Linked DNA regions of Mus musculus: region 2 is linked to region 1. The links are chromatin contacts, called in public HiChIP or PLAC-seq maps. All regions are on one chromosome and are shown on one strand. Each heading gives the region's core, a stretch centred on a gene start, on an enhancer-like site or on the middle of the called end of the contact. The rest is flanking DNA. Distances are from core to core; before and after follow the strand shown.

Region 1 (5,853 bases), core at 642-3,141:
CCATCTGATACCCTCTTCAGGTGTGTCTGAAGAGAGCGACAGTGTACTCACATAAATAAAGTAAATAAATATTAAAAAGGAAAGAAAGAAAAAGAAAGAAAGAAAATGTCCTACAGCCAAGTCTTACAGAGGTTGAAGTTCTCTCCTTTTAGATGACTTTATCTTATGTTAAGTTGACACAAAGCTAGCCATCACAAACGACATTTAATTGTTGAAGGCTCTGTATTTAACGCATTAAATACATTAATGGATTGTAATGTACTTTTATATTTTAAAATTCCTTAACAGGGTTTTTAAAATGTCTAAATTTTAAAACAATGTATAGGTGTTTTGTCTTCCTGCGTATACATGAATATACCTTCATAAATGTACACATGCAGGCACCACTGTGTGCAGTGCCCAAGTACATCAGAAGAGGACATTGGGAGGATCCTAGAAACAACATAACTCACAGTTCTGAGGTATTGTGTGGATGCTGGGAACTGAACCCAGGTGCTCTGCAAGAGGAGCAACTACTCTTGATTTCTAAACCATTGCTCTATTCCAAATAATAAAGAGATTTAAGATACTATACTGTTTAGCTAATATTGATACTACTTTGTTTGTTTGGTTTTTTTTATTAGAGTAAAGACAAGATTGCATCTTACAGCAAAACTTCAAAAATTGACCGAGGTGATATGGGCAAGGAAATGAGAGAGAAACCATCCATGAAACGAAAGCTGCCTTTTACAGTCAGCCCATCGAGAAATGAGGAGCGCGACTCAGACACAGGTAGAAGAACTTATCTTCTGATAAACTAGCCACATTCATAATGGTGATTTCTTTTTGGTTTTCTGTCTACCCCTCTTTTGGATATTTGGTTCATAGAGAACTACTGTTCAGTTTTATCCTGGTGGCAGAAGTGCATCTGTTTATTATCCAAACTGTGGCTTGTAATATGAGACTAAAAGTTAAAAAAATAAAACAGAACAATTTTCTTATTCTGGATATTTATTAAAAATCTCTTAGTGTATTTAGAACTTAGTTTTGGGGTTCATTTCAGTAATGAAAATTGCTTAGTAAAACAAGCATTAAAAAAAGATTTTACTTTTTTGTTACCCTTTGGTCACAGCAAAGAAGTTTAGACATTTTTGATTGACTGATGACATCAAAATATGTAGCATTCTCCCAAATGAGTCTAATGGCTTACTTCATAGTTCTTTTATTCTCAAAACTCTAGCATATCAGGGACTACCAGATGTGTGTCAGGGTGCTAATCACCAAGCCTGTGTCCTAGGTTCTGTCACTGGGACCTACATGGTGGAAGGCGAGAACTGACGCTTCAAATGTAGTCCTTTGACTTCCACATATGTGCCATGGGTGTAGCGGGGAGGTCTGAGTCAGTGTTGTGCTCTGGGGAAGGGAACACCATGACCATAGCAGCTCTTATAAAAGAAAGCGTTTAATTGGGGCTGGCAGACATGGTACTAGAGAAGTAGCTGAGAGTTCTGCATCTAGATTCTCGAGCATCAGGAAGAGAGAGTTTGTAATGGGCTTTTGAAACCCTCTAGAACCCACCCCTAATGACTCACTTCCTCCAATAAGGAGTCACCTCCTAATTCTTTCAAACAGTGCTACTCCCTGTTCAAATTTATAAGCCTCTGGGGCCATTCTCACTCAAACCACTGCAGTGAGCATGGGCACTTTTGGCAGCGTACATGTTTGTGTGTGTGTGTGTGTGTGTGTGTACCAACATGCACATGTGTACAAGTGCTTGTGCAGGCCAGAGGTCACCGTTAGGTGTCTTCTTCAGTTATTTCCTACTTGAGTTTTCTTTTAAGCTTGAGGGCAGTTGTATTAAATTGCTGTGATCTCAGCAGATGTTGGGAGGAAGGGAGCAGAGGAGTGAGAGGGAGGAAAGTCAGCCTGGAGGTCAGACAAAGGGTAGACAAGCAGCCACATAGTGGAGGGCTTCATAAACAGTAAGAAGTCCAGAGTACCAGAAAAGTACATTTACTCTACCAGCATCTGAAAGAAGAGACAGGGAAAGAAGCAAAGGTTGTACCTTTCTAAGTGTCCACGCAGCTGGACATCCAGGCCTGTCTTCAGCGCCTGAAGGTGCGCCTGCTTTCCTGCACTGCTCCTGACCGCCTGTGGGGTGGTCCCTTAGTCAGCACAAATGTCTGCCTGGGTACCTGGCAGGAAGTGTTTCTCTACTGCACTTTAACTGCTCGTGGTTCCCCTTTGCAGAGACAGCCATGGAATCATTTAAGGATCTGACTCAAAGATCAGAGTCCCCAAACTCAGTAATTCCTGCTTTTGGTAAGGAGGTCCTCTAGACAAGTGCTCCTCACTGCTGAGCCCTCTCTCCAGTCCTGGCCAAGGGTTTCCTTATTTAATACAACCAGAAGACCAGGCAGTCAGTCCAGAGTTGATACAGCTCAGTTATGTGAGATGGAACTAGGTTCTTTTTTATCTGTCTTTTCTGCCTCCCTTAGCTCATGCATGAACTTTGTTCTAAAGGGGGAGGGGGTGGAGAGACTTGTACCTTACTAACATTTATTAGTGTACTGAACTTGCAAAAGAATATTAAAAGCCAAAAGCTTCATTGGGAAAATTCCTAACATAACTGGTAACATAGATATTGGGCAGATAACTTTTATAGTAATTATCACTATTTATAAAGTATAATCAACTGATGAAAATTTTTACCTTTAATAGTTATTAAAAATTCATTTATTTATTTTGAGACAGTCTTACGATAAAGTTCTGGCCAGCCTGGAATTCTGTCGTGTAGATTAGGCTGACCTGGAACTCACAGTGATCTATTTTGCCTCTTCCTCCTGGTTGTTGAAATTAAAGGCATAAGCCACCATGCCTGGCAGTATTAAACATTTCTAATAAATCAACTTCATTCATCCATTATCAGTCATGCAATTACACAACTTAGTTTAGTCCCATGGCATCCAGGGAAAGTTGTAGCATCTTTGTCAAAGTATTGATCAACTGCCTGGAGACTCCTTGTAAGAGTCTGTCTCTTGACATCTAAACAACACATTCAGTAGTTTAATTATGAGTAGATTTTGCAGACTCTGCTTTGTTATGTCCTGAATCACTTCTTCATTAAAAGAGAGGGGCACTTGTGATTCTTCGTGTTCCTTCTCTGAGATAATCACACCCAGCTAAGAAGCCTTCAGAAGCTCACATACTCTTAAAGTAAAACATTTGAAAGGATGTGGGGTTCTTGTTTTCCCTTCCCCTCCCCTTCTTCTTTTTTTTCTTTCCCTTTTTTTTTCCTTCCCTTTTTCTTTTTTGAGACAAGGTTTCTCTTTGTAGCTCAGGCTGTCCTGGAACTTTGAGGCTGGCCTCAAACTTTCAGAGATCCACTTGGCCTCCAAAGTGCTGGGGTTGCTGAGATTAAAGGTATAGACCATCAATTCTTGGCATTGTATGTTTTGTTTTTTTGTTAAACCTACGATAGTCTTAGTATTCTATAGAAATAGACTTTTGATCATCTCAGTTTGCATGTTTAAGTAGTTAGAAATACACCCCTTTAAAAATGTTCCTCTCCTCTAAGTAAACAGACTTTCTTTGCCACTGTAGTGGCTCTCTTGGCATTTAAGGCAGTGTGATTCAAGAAAATCTGAACAGGCACAGGATGGTCCCACAGTCATGGTGGTAGTTGTAGACTATGATAAGTTTTGTAAAAGAAGCACCTTTCACTAGGCAGTGGTGGCCACGCCTTGAATCCCAGCACTCGGGAGGCAGAGGCAGGCGGATTTCAGAGTTGGAGGCCAGCCTGGTCTACAGAGTGAGTCCAGGACAGCCAGGACTACACAGAGAAACCCTGTCTCGGAAAAAGAAAAAAGAAGCAGCAGGAGCAGCAGCAGCAGCAGCAGAAGCTGTCAGGCATCCTTAGAAACTCAGCTTTCCTGAGGCTGTGCATGGTGCTAAAGGACTTAGGTTAATGTGGCTCAAACATGGAAAGAATAACATGTCTTACAAGATAGGTAAACTCTGTGTGTGTGTGTGTGTGTGTGTGTGTGTGTGTGTGTGTGTGTGTGTGTAAGTACATATATGACATGAAAGCAGAGGGTAACTATTTTGGGCAAAGAAAGTATCTAAATGGAGGAGACCATAATGGGGTGAGAGGAGAGAGATGAAGCATCACATTTTCTCTCATACAGAATATAGGGTTTAAATACACTCAGTACAACAGACCCCAGCTGACATCAAAGTAATCGGGGCAGAATCACAGGCTCCTGGGGAACAAACAGGGGAGGGACAGGAAGGCCAGGAAGAGATGGTAGAGTGTGGATATGAACGAAGCATGCCATTCCTTGTACATGGACAGAACTGCAGTAAAACACATTGTTTAGGCCACCACTGGTTGTTTTCTCCTTTAATTCCAACACCCTGGAGGCAGAGCAGAGCCAGGCAGAGCTCAGTGAATTTGAGGCCACCCTAGTCTACACAGTGAGAGAAAGTCACAGCAAAACAAAAGCCCCCAAACAAACAAACAAACAAACAAAATGATCACTTTATGTGTGTCCTAGTTAGGGTTTCTTGCTGTGGCAAAACACTATGACCAAAAGCAACTTTGGGAGGAAAGGGTTTATTTGGCTTACACTTCTACGTCATAGTTCATCGTTGGAGGAATTCAGGAGAGGGACCTGGAGGCAGGAGCTGGTGCAGAGGCCATGGAGGGGTGCTGCCTACTGTCTTGCTCCTCGTGGCTTGATCAGCTTGTTTCCTTATAGAACCCAGAACCACCAGCCCAGGGATGCCCACCCCCCCACCTCCTGCCCATCAATCACTAAGAAAATGCCCTACATCCAGATCTTACACAGGCAGTTTCTGATCCCTTCTTTCTGTTGACTCTAGCATGTATCAGGTTGACACAAAAAAGGTAGCATAGTGTGCTAACAATTTTTTTAATTTAAGAGGTGACAGGGAAAGAGAATTATTTCACATTATAGTTAACATTTTTTAAAAAGATTTATTTATTTATTATTATATGTAAGTACACTGTAGCTGTCTTCAGACACACTAGAAGAGGGCATCAGATCTTATTACGGATGGTTGTGAGCCACCATGTGGTTGCTGGGATTTGAACTTCGAACCTTCGGAAGAGCAGTCGGGTGCTCTTACCCACTGAGCCATCTCACCAGCCCCACATGATAGTTAAAAGAGTTATATTAAGATAATATATAGCAGGTGCTTCGTAAGTATAATCACCTTTGTGATTTTGTTTTTGTTTTTTTCTTTTTTGGTTTTTCTGAGACAGTGTTTCTCTGTGTAGACCAGGCTGGCCTCGAACTCAGAAATCCGCCTGCCTCTGCCTCCTGAGTGCTGGCACTAAAGGCGTGCGCCACCACTGCCCGGCCACCTTTGTGATCTTGATTATATTTGCTAGGACAGTTTCTCATGCAGTCCTAGCTGGCTTAAAACTCAAATGCACACCAGACTGACCTCACATTTGTAGTGACCCGAGCTTCTGCTCCCTGTTTACTGGGGTTATAAATTTGTTACACCATTCCCTCATTTTAAATAGAGTCATTTTTGAGGGGTTTTTGTTTCATAGTGCTAGAGATTAAACTCGTGGCCTTGCACATGCAAGACTGGCCTCTACCACAGAGCTATTTTTCAACTTATACTTTTGGTGTTTTTTATTTATTTTCAATTTAATTTTATTATTATTTTATGTGTATGGGTATCTTGATAGCATTTTTGTCTGTATACCTCATGTATACAGTGCCTGCAAAGGGCAGTGTCTTAGTCAGGGTTTCTATTCCTGGACAAACATCATGACCAAGAAACAAGGTGGGGAGGAAAGGGCTTATTCAGCTTATACCTCCAGACCGCTGTTCATCA
Region 2 (6,238 bases), core at 1,539-4,038, 53 kb before region 1:
TCTATAGTGCCAATCCCTAGGCCGAGCATATGCAAACCATCACAATGATACAGACATGATTATCATAGTCCCGCAAGAGACTGGATAGGCAAACTATTTGCATTATACAAAGATTTTCATTCAACTAAAAGATTTATTGACTGCCTTTCATATGCTAAGTATAGTACAAGATGTTGAATCAAAGAAAATGGGGCCGGGCGTGGTGGCACACGCCTTTAATCCCAGCATTTGGGAGGCAGAGGCAGGTGGATTTCTGAGTTCGAGGTCAGCTTGGACTACAGAGTGAGTTCCAGGACAGCCAGGGCTACTCAGAGAAACCCTGTCTTGGGAAAGAAAAAAAGAAGAAGGAGGAGGAGGAGGAAGAGGAGGAGGAAGAGGAGGAGGAAGAAGAAGGAGGAAGAGGAGAAGGAGGAAGGAGGAGGAGGAGTATCAATGTCAGAGGAACTGGGTTTGGTGGTGGTGATTGAAAGGTGATGGCATGGGGTTGGTGAGATGGCTCAGCAGGTAAGAGCACCCTACTGCTCTTCCGAAGGTCCTGAGTTCAAATCCCAGCAACCACATGGTGGCTCACAACCATCCCTAACGAGATCTGACTCCCTCTTCTGGTGTGTCTGAAGACAGCTACAGTGTACTTATGTATAATAAATAAATAAATCTTTAAAAAAAAAAAAGGCTCACAACCATCTGAAGATCTGACGCCCTCTTCTGGAGTGTCTGAAGACAGCTACAGTGTACTTACATATAATAAATAAATAAATCTTTAAAAAAATAATAAAAAAATAAAAATAAAAAAAGAAAGGTGGTGGCATGAGAGTCATGAGTTCGAGACTAGCTTTGAAAGATCCTGACAGAATGTAAAAGGTCACAGAAGCCCTGAAATTGGCAAAATAAATTTCAGTGTTAGTAGAAGTAGCTTCACTGATTTAGAAAAAATAGAGGTGCACAATGCTCTGGCCGCTCCTTGAACCCGTGTATCTGCCAATGTTCTGACCGTTCCTTGAACCCAGGTGTGTGCCCACTGCTGCACCTCACTGTTTGTGATATTGGTTGCTGGGATAGAGTCGGAAAATCTCCCCAGCAACCACAGCTGGGCCAATCCTGAGTTACTGTACCTTCATTAAACTCTTTCCTTGTTTCCCTCCCATACCCATTTCTTGAGAAATCAATCCTTTTACATTGTTTAGATCTGGAAATCCCCTACTCCCCCACTTCTCCTTTCCCCCCTGAGGGCCTATAAAAACTGGGACCCCCTTTTCCCTTGGGGTCGACTCCTCTACCCCTGCATGGGATATGAGTCGTCCCAAGAGCTCTGGCTTTCCCAGAATAAAGCCTCATGTGGTTTACATCAAGCTTGGTCTCTTGTGAGTTCTTGGGGATCCGCTATTATCCCAAGACTTGAGTGAGGGTCTTTTAGCTTCACCTATAGCGAGTTTGGGACCAGGTTGGGCAACATGAGACTCTGAAAAGGCCAAAGTATTACAGCTGCTAATGATGGTGACAATATGTTTGGGTGCACACAATAAAACAAATCAGTAATGGGACCCGGATTATTTTTTCTTTTTCAGTATCTTTTCATTCCCTCAGAGAAGTACTGAAGCAAATTTATTAGTGGTAAACTAATACTGGAGATAATGCAATAGGAACTAAAGAATTTAGTATCATTGGTTAGAAACACTATTTCTTGAGTCGAATAATAATTTTTTTTTTTTTTTTTTTTGGTTTTTCGGGACAGGGTTCCTCTGTGTAGCCCTGGCTGTCCTGGAACTCACTCTGTAGACCAGGCTGGCCTCGAACTCAGAAATCTGCCTGCCTCTGCCTCCAGAGTGCTGGGATTAAAGGCGTGCACCACCACGCCCGGCTGAGTCTAATAATTTGTAGAATATGATTCACACAGGTTGCAATGGATTATCTTGGGTGGTTTTTTTTGTTGTTTTTTGTTTTTTTAAAAAAACAAACTCATGACGAATAACCTTTCAGAATCTTCATTCTGTTGTCAAAATTACGGAAACTATTCACAACTTTATTATAGCAAAAAGAAAGGGGTGGATAGAGAAGACACACACAAAACGACAGTCAGAAGAAGAGTCAAGAATAAGTTAAAAGCCCAAGGTGGCAGTATGCGCCTGTCTGAAGGTTGAGGATCACTCAAAACCTGTGTAAAATACCGACAGCTGGAAACAGCACGATGCGTACTAAAGCTGCTAGGAGTTTCCTGAGATCAAACAAAAATCAAGAAGACAGTAGGTTCCTCCCTCCACCAGTTTTATCATGGAAAATGTCTAGAGCATACACAAGCACAAAGAATATTTGTTCGTCTACCGCGCAGCATCAACAGTCATCATTTCTACCTCCCACTCACTGGCATCCCGAAGTCAATTCCAGTTTAGCCTGTCGTTTTACAGACTCTAACGCAAAGGCTTGGGAGCCAAGGCACTTGCTGTCCAAGTCCACTAGGTGGCAGCCCTTTAAATACGATCGTATGTAAGAAAAGACTCAACCAAACGAATTTTGAAAGAAATAACTGCAATACCAGAGGAGGTGTTTGACAGAACAAACACAAGATCCCCCAGAAGGTACGCCTCGTCCTCAACAAACACAAGAGCCTCGAGAAGGCGAGCCTCGTCCTCAGGGCGGGGACTCAGCTGGCCCAACCGGGCCGGCCTTTTAGGGACTGGGCTGTTTCGGGCCCGCCCACCGGTCCCAGCAGCCCTCGCGCGCCGCTGCGTCAGGAACGGCGTACCGTTCGGGACGCCCAGGCCAGGGCTCGTGAGCGCGCGCGCGCCGTGCGTCCTGGGCGCGGGGCCGCGCGCGCCGGGCCTCCGGGCTCGTTCGTTCCCAGTCAGCCTAGAGCGGCCGGGGTCGGAGCATCGCGTACCCCGCCATGTTCTCCTTGGCGCTGCGGGCCAGGGCGACCGGCCTCGCTGCTCAGTGGGTAAGAGGCTCGGGGTGAACCCCGGGCACTGTCGCCACAGTCTCCCGCTCTTCGTGCCTCCCTTAGCTTTTAGTCCTCGGAGACCCCTAGGCGCTGGACAGGTCAGCTGGCGGCGGCGGGGACGCCGCGGCCTTCGTCCTCAGTGCCTCCGGGATGCTCCGCAGCTGCGGTGGCGGCGGGTGGCGGGCCGCCCGCACCGGGCCGGGGAAAGTCACCCCTAACTTAGTCAAGGTCAGGAAGGCGATTGTCATTTATCCTGGTGCGGAAGCTAGTGGGGGGCCCTGGCGGCCCGCTGCTTCCAGGATCCTAGCAGCGAAGCTTTGGGCTGCTTGTCTGTCAGGCATAGCGGCTGCGCTGCATCGGATTTAAAAGCATGCTGGAGAAAACGCTGATAGGCTTGGTAAAGGCTTGCCGAGTTCCTTCAGGACTAGATAAAGGTGACCAGCGTTTCATTTACTGAAGTTGTTCATTCATTTTAGGAAATGCTCGGCAGAGAATCGTAGGAATTAACCGTGAGAGAATAGTAGTAGCACGAGTAACCGCACTGACCAAAGAGTCGTAGTTCTATGGCCATTTGAGTGTCAGGTGCATCTCAGATAGGCCAAGGAATTGAACTGAAGTTGAAACACTGAAGCGAAGCTAAAATGCAGATTCCAGGGCCTGCGAGGTAGCTCAGGGTGGAAAGGTGCTGGCCTCCAGGTGTGAGGACTAGTTGTGGTCTGACCTTCACAAGCTGAGCTTGTGTCCGGAGAGTGCATGGGCACACAGAAAGTAATGGCTATTGAAATTAACTACATGGCAACTACAGGGAAGAAAGAAGCCTTATTTGTTTGGTTGGATTTTATTTTCCTAACAGTAAAACAAAAACTAAGTTCTCAACAAAAGACTATATATATATATATATATATATATATAGTGTGTGTGTGTGTGTAAACAAACCATTTGGGGCTTTAGACTTAGGCATCCCAGGTGACCTTTTGTAGTTATGTGACATGACCTAGAGAATTAGTCTTTGTTTCTTTAGCTGTGAAATGGGAATGTTGAGTCTGTCCCTAGTTATTTGAAGCCTTAATGTACTTCTAGGTCCAGGTAACAGTGTGAATTGGATTATAGTACTTTTTTTTTTTCCTTTTGAAATTAGATCTCACCATGCAGCCCTGGCTGGCCTGGAGCCTGCTAAGTGTGGCATGTAGGCCTTGAATGTTTGCTGGTCTTCTTGCCTTGACTCTTGAGTGCTGAGATTACAGGTGTGAGCTTCCATGCCCTGCTGGAGTAGAGTAATGATGGGTGATGTTTGATGGCCCCTTGCTGTGTATTTGATAGGTGAATTTATATCTTATTTTAGAGGGTGGTGCAGTGTTTTCATCACTACAAATTAGAAACAGAATTCCCAATTTTTGTGGGGAACATGTAAGAACACTAATAAGGTTCATACGTGTATGGTTGGTCACATCTGATATCCTAGCATTTAGGAGTTAGAGCCAGGAAAATCAGAATGTTTGCTATCATTAACTATATAGTGAGTTTGAGGTTAGTCTGGCCTATATAAATTCCTGTTTGTAAAATATCCCCAACTCAAATCCCAGCCTCCTACAACAAACAAAGAGGTGTCCCTGGTAGTGTAGACTAGTAAAGAGTCAGTGAAAGGTTTTATATACAGTAAGGGTTCTGCTCTGAGTAGATGACTGGTGTAGGAGTGGAGGTGGACTAGGTCTGATTGGAGTCAGAAACTGGAAGGTTACATAGGTAAGAGAGGCTCTGAGAATCATTCAGTTGAGGAGGAGACTAAGAAGTAGGGGCAAAAAAGCTCCCATAGACATCTTCTGTTTCTTTTGTTTTTGAGGCAAAGGGTAACAAGAGGTGTAGTTGAAAAGCAGGGTTTTGTTTTGTGGGTGGTGTTTTGAGACAGAGTTTATGTAGTTTATGTAGCCTTGACTGGCCTTCCAGGAAGACTAGCCTGGCCATAAACTCAGGGATCCACCTGCACTCCCAGGCCTCTGCTTTCAGTTTTGAAATGTTTTTCCCCTATGATAGTGGGTTTTGTGCTGTCACCCCAACATGCTCTCCACAATGAATAATTTTGAATTGTATCCTGGACTTTGTAAATGCATAATAACTTACACTAATAACATTACATAACATAATAATAACATAATTAACACTACACTCTAACTTATTTCTTTAAAGAATGACCACCCCCATTGTCATGAGTGGTAGACCAATATTGGTTCTAATTTAGCAAGGCTGCTTAGACTCTGTCACTACACAGGGGTTAGCCAGAGATCTGAGTAGTTTCTGTACCCATTTCGATACTTCCTTTCCTGGGATTCCCACTTGCCCATGCCAGAGATTATCCACCTCCTTGGCTAAGTCAAGCCATTTAAGACTGCGTTTTAATTTTTTTATGTTTATTTTGGTTTCTTTGTTTGTATAACAGGGTCTTAACTGTATAGCCCAGGCTGGCTTTAAACTCTGGCAGTCCTCTTAGCATACCTCCTAAGTGGTGGTGTTGCAGGTGTGAGCCACTGTGCCTGGCTTACAGGAAAGACTTCTGGTGTGCTTGTTTGAGGCAGGGCTTCTCTGTGCAGTCCTAGTTGCAGGCCTGTTAGACACTGGAGAAACTCAAAACCTAGCTTTGTAAAGTCCCAGCTTTGTAAAACCCAAAGCAACCTCACCTTCAGAACAGGCGTGCCGGCTCTCGCCTTTAATCCCAAGGCAGGGGGGTCTCGGTGAGCCTGAGGCCAGCCTAGTCTGTATAGCAGGTTCTAGGACACCAAGGGCTACTTAGTGACCTTTCTCAAAACAAGAACAACAACAAAACAAATAAAACACAACAACCCCCCCCAAAAAACCAAGAAATTTTATCTTAGTGTGTGTGACCTTAAAATCCTAAATCTCAAAACATTTTACAGATTTTTCTTAACTTATGCTGGGTTTATATGCACTCCTACTTTGAAAGTCAAAGATTTAATAATAAATGAAACAGTATAGCTTGCCAACATTATATTCTATAAAGTAGTTTCACCCTTTTTTGTTTTTGTTTTTTTTTAAGATTTATTTATTTGGGGCCGGAGAGATGGCTCAGCAGTTAAGCACACTGAATGCTCTTCCAGAGGTCCTGAGTTCAAATCCCAGCAACCACATGGTGCCTAGCAACCATCTGTAATGGGATCTGATGCCCTCTTGTGGATCTGAAGATAGCTATAGTGTACTCATATACATAAGATAAATAAGTCATTTTTAAAAAGATTTATTTATTTATTTTATGTATATGAGTACACTGTAGCTGTACTGATGGTTGTGAGC

The links. HiChIP or PLAC-seq counts read pairs in DNA pulled down with a chosen protein or histone mark.
Region 2: an H3K4me3 HiChIP or PLAC-seq map of bone marrow-derived macrophages shows a contact between it and region 1, with 2.8 times the contacts expected there. The contact joins the promoter of Ndufv2 here to the enhancer-like site in region 1. A contact is called at or near these places in 7 of 39 promoter capture datasets (the C10 cell line, the HPC-7 cell line, liver and 3 more), 2 of 15 datasets of contacts at CTCF or cohesin (large pre-B cells and pro-B cells), 23 of 484 Hi-C or Micro-C datasets (B cells, the C3H10T1/2 cell line, DN3 thymocytes and 16 more), 12 of 115 datasets of contacts at active chromatin or transcription factors (the 230-238 cell line, the HPC-7 cell line, the SCID.adh cell line and 6 more) and 3 of 9 other capture datasets (adipose tissue, liver and pancreatic islet).

The regions. Positions count from the first base shown.
Region 1 is chr17:66,044,704-66,050,556 of GRCm38.p6, reverse strand. Ankrd12 (ankyrin repeat domain 12) reads left to right here. Exons shown (of 13, transcript NM_001025572.1): 3 at 624-771. Among named protein-coding and RNA genes, the nearest start is that of Ankrd12, 29 kb to the left of the region's middle. Within about 2 kb of position 1,891, at least 21 of the 459 cell types and tissues checked have an H3K27ac peak or open chromatin away from gene starts, as enhancers often do. A contact at or near this core is called in the HL-1 cell line, bone marrow-derived macrophages and neutrophils, where this site is marked.
Region 2 is chr17:66,098,109-66,104,346 of GRCm38.p6, reverse strand. Ndufv2 (NADH:ubiquinone oxidoreductase core subunit V2) reads left to right here and starts at 2,788. Exons shown (of 8, transcript NM_028388.3): 1 at 2,788-2,932. The coding sequence starts at 2,882.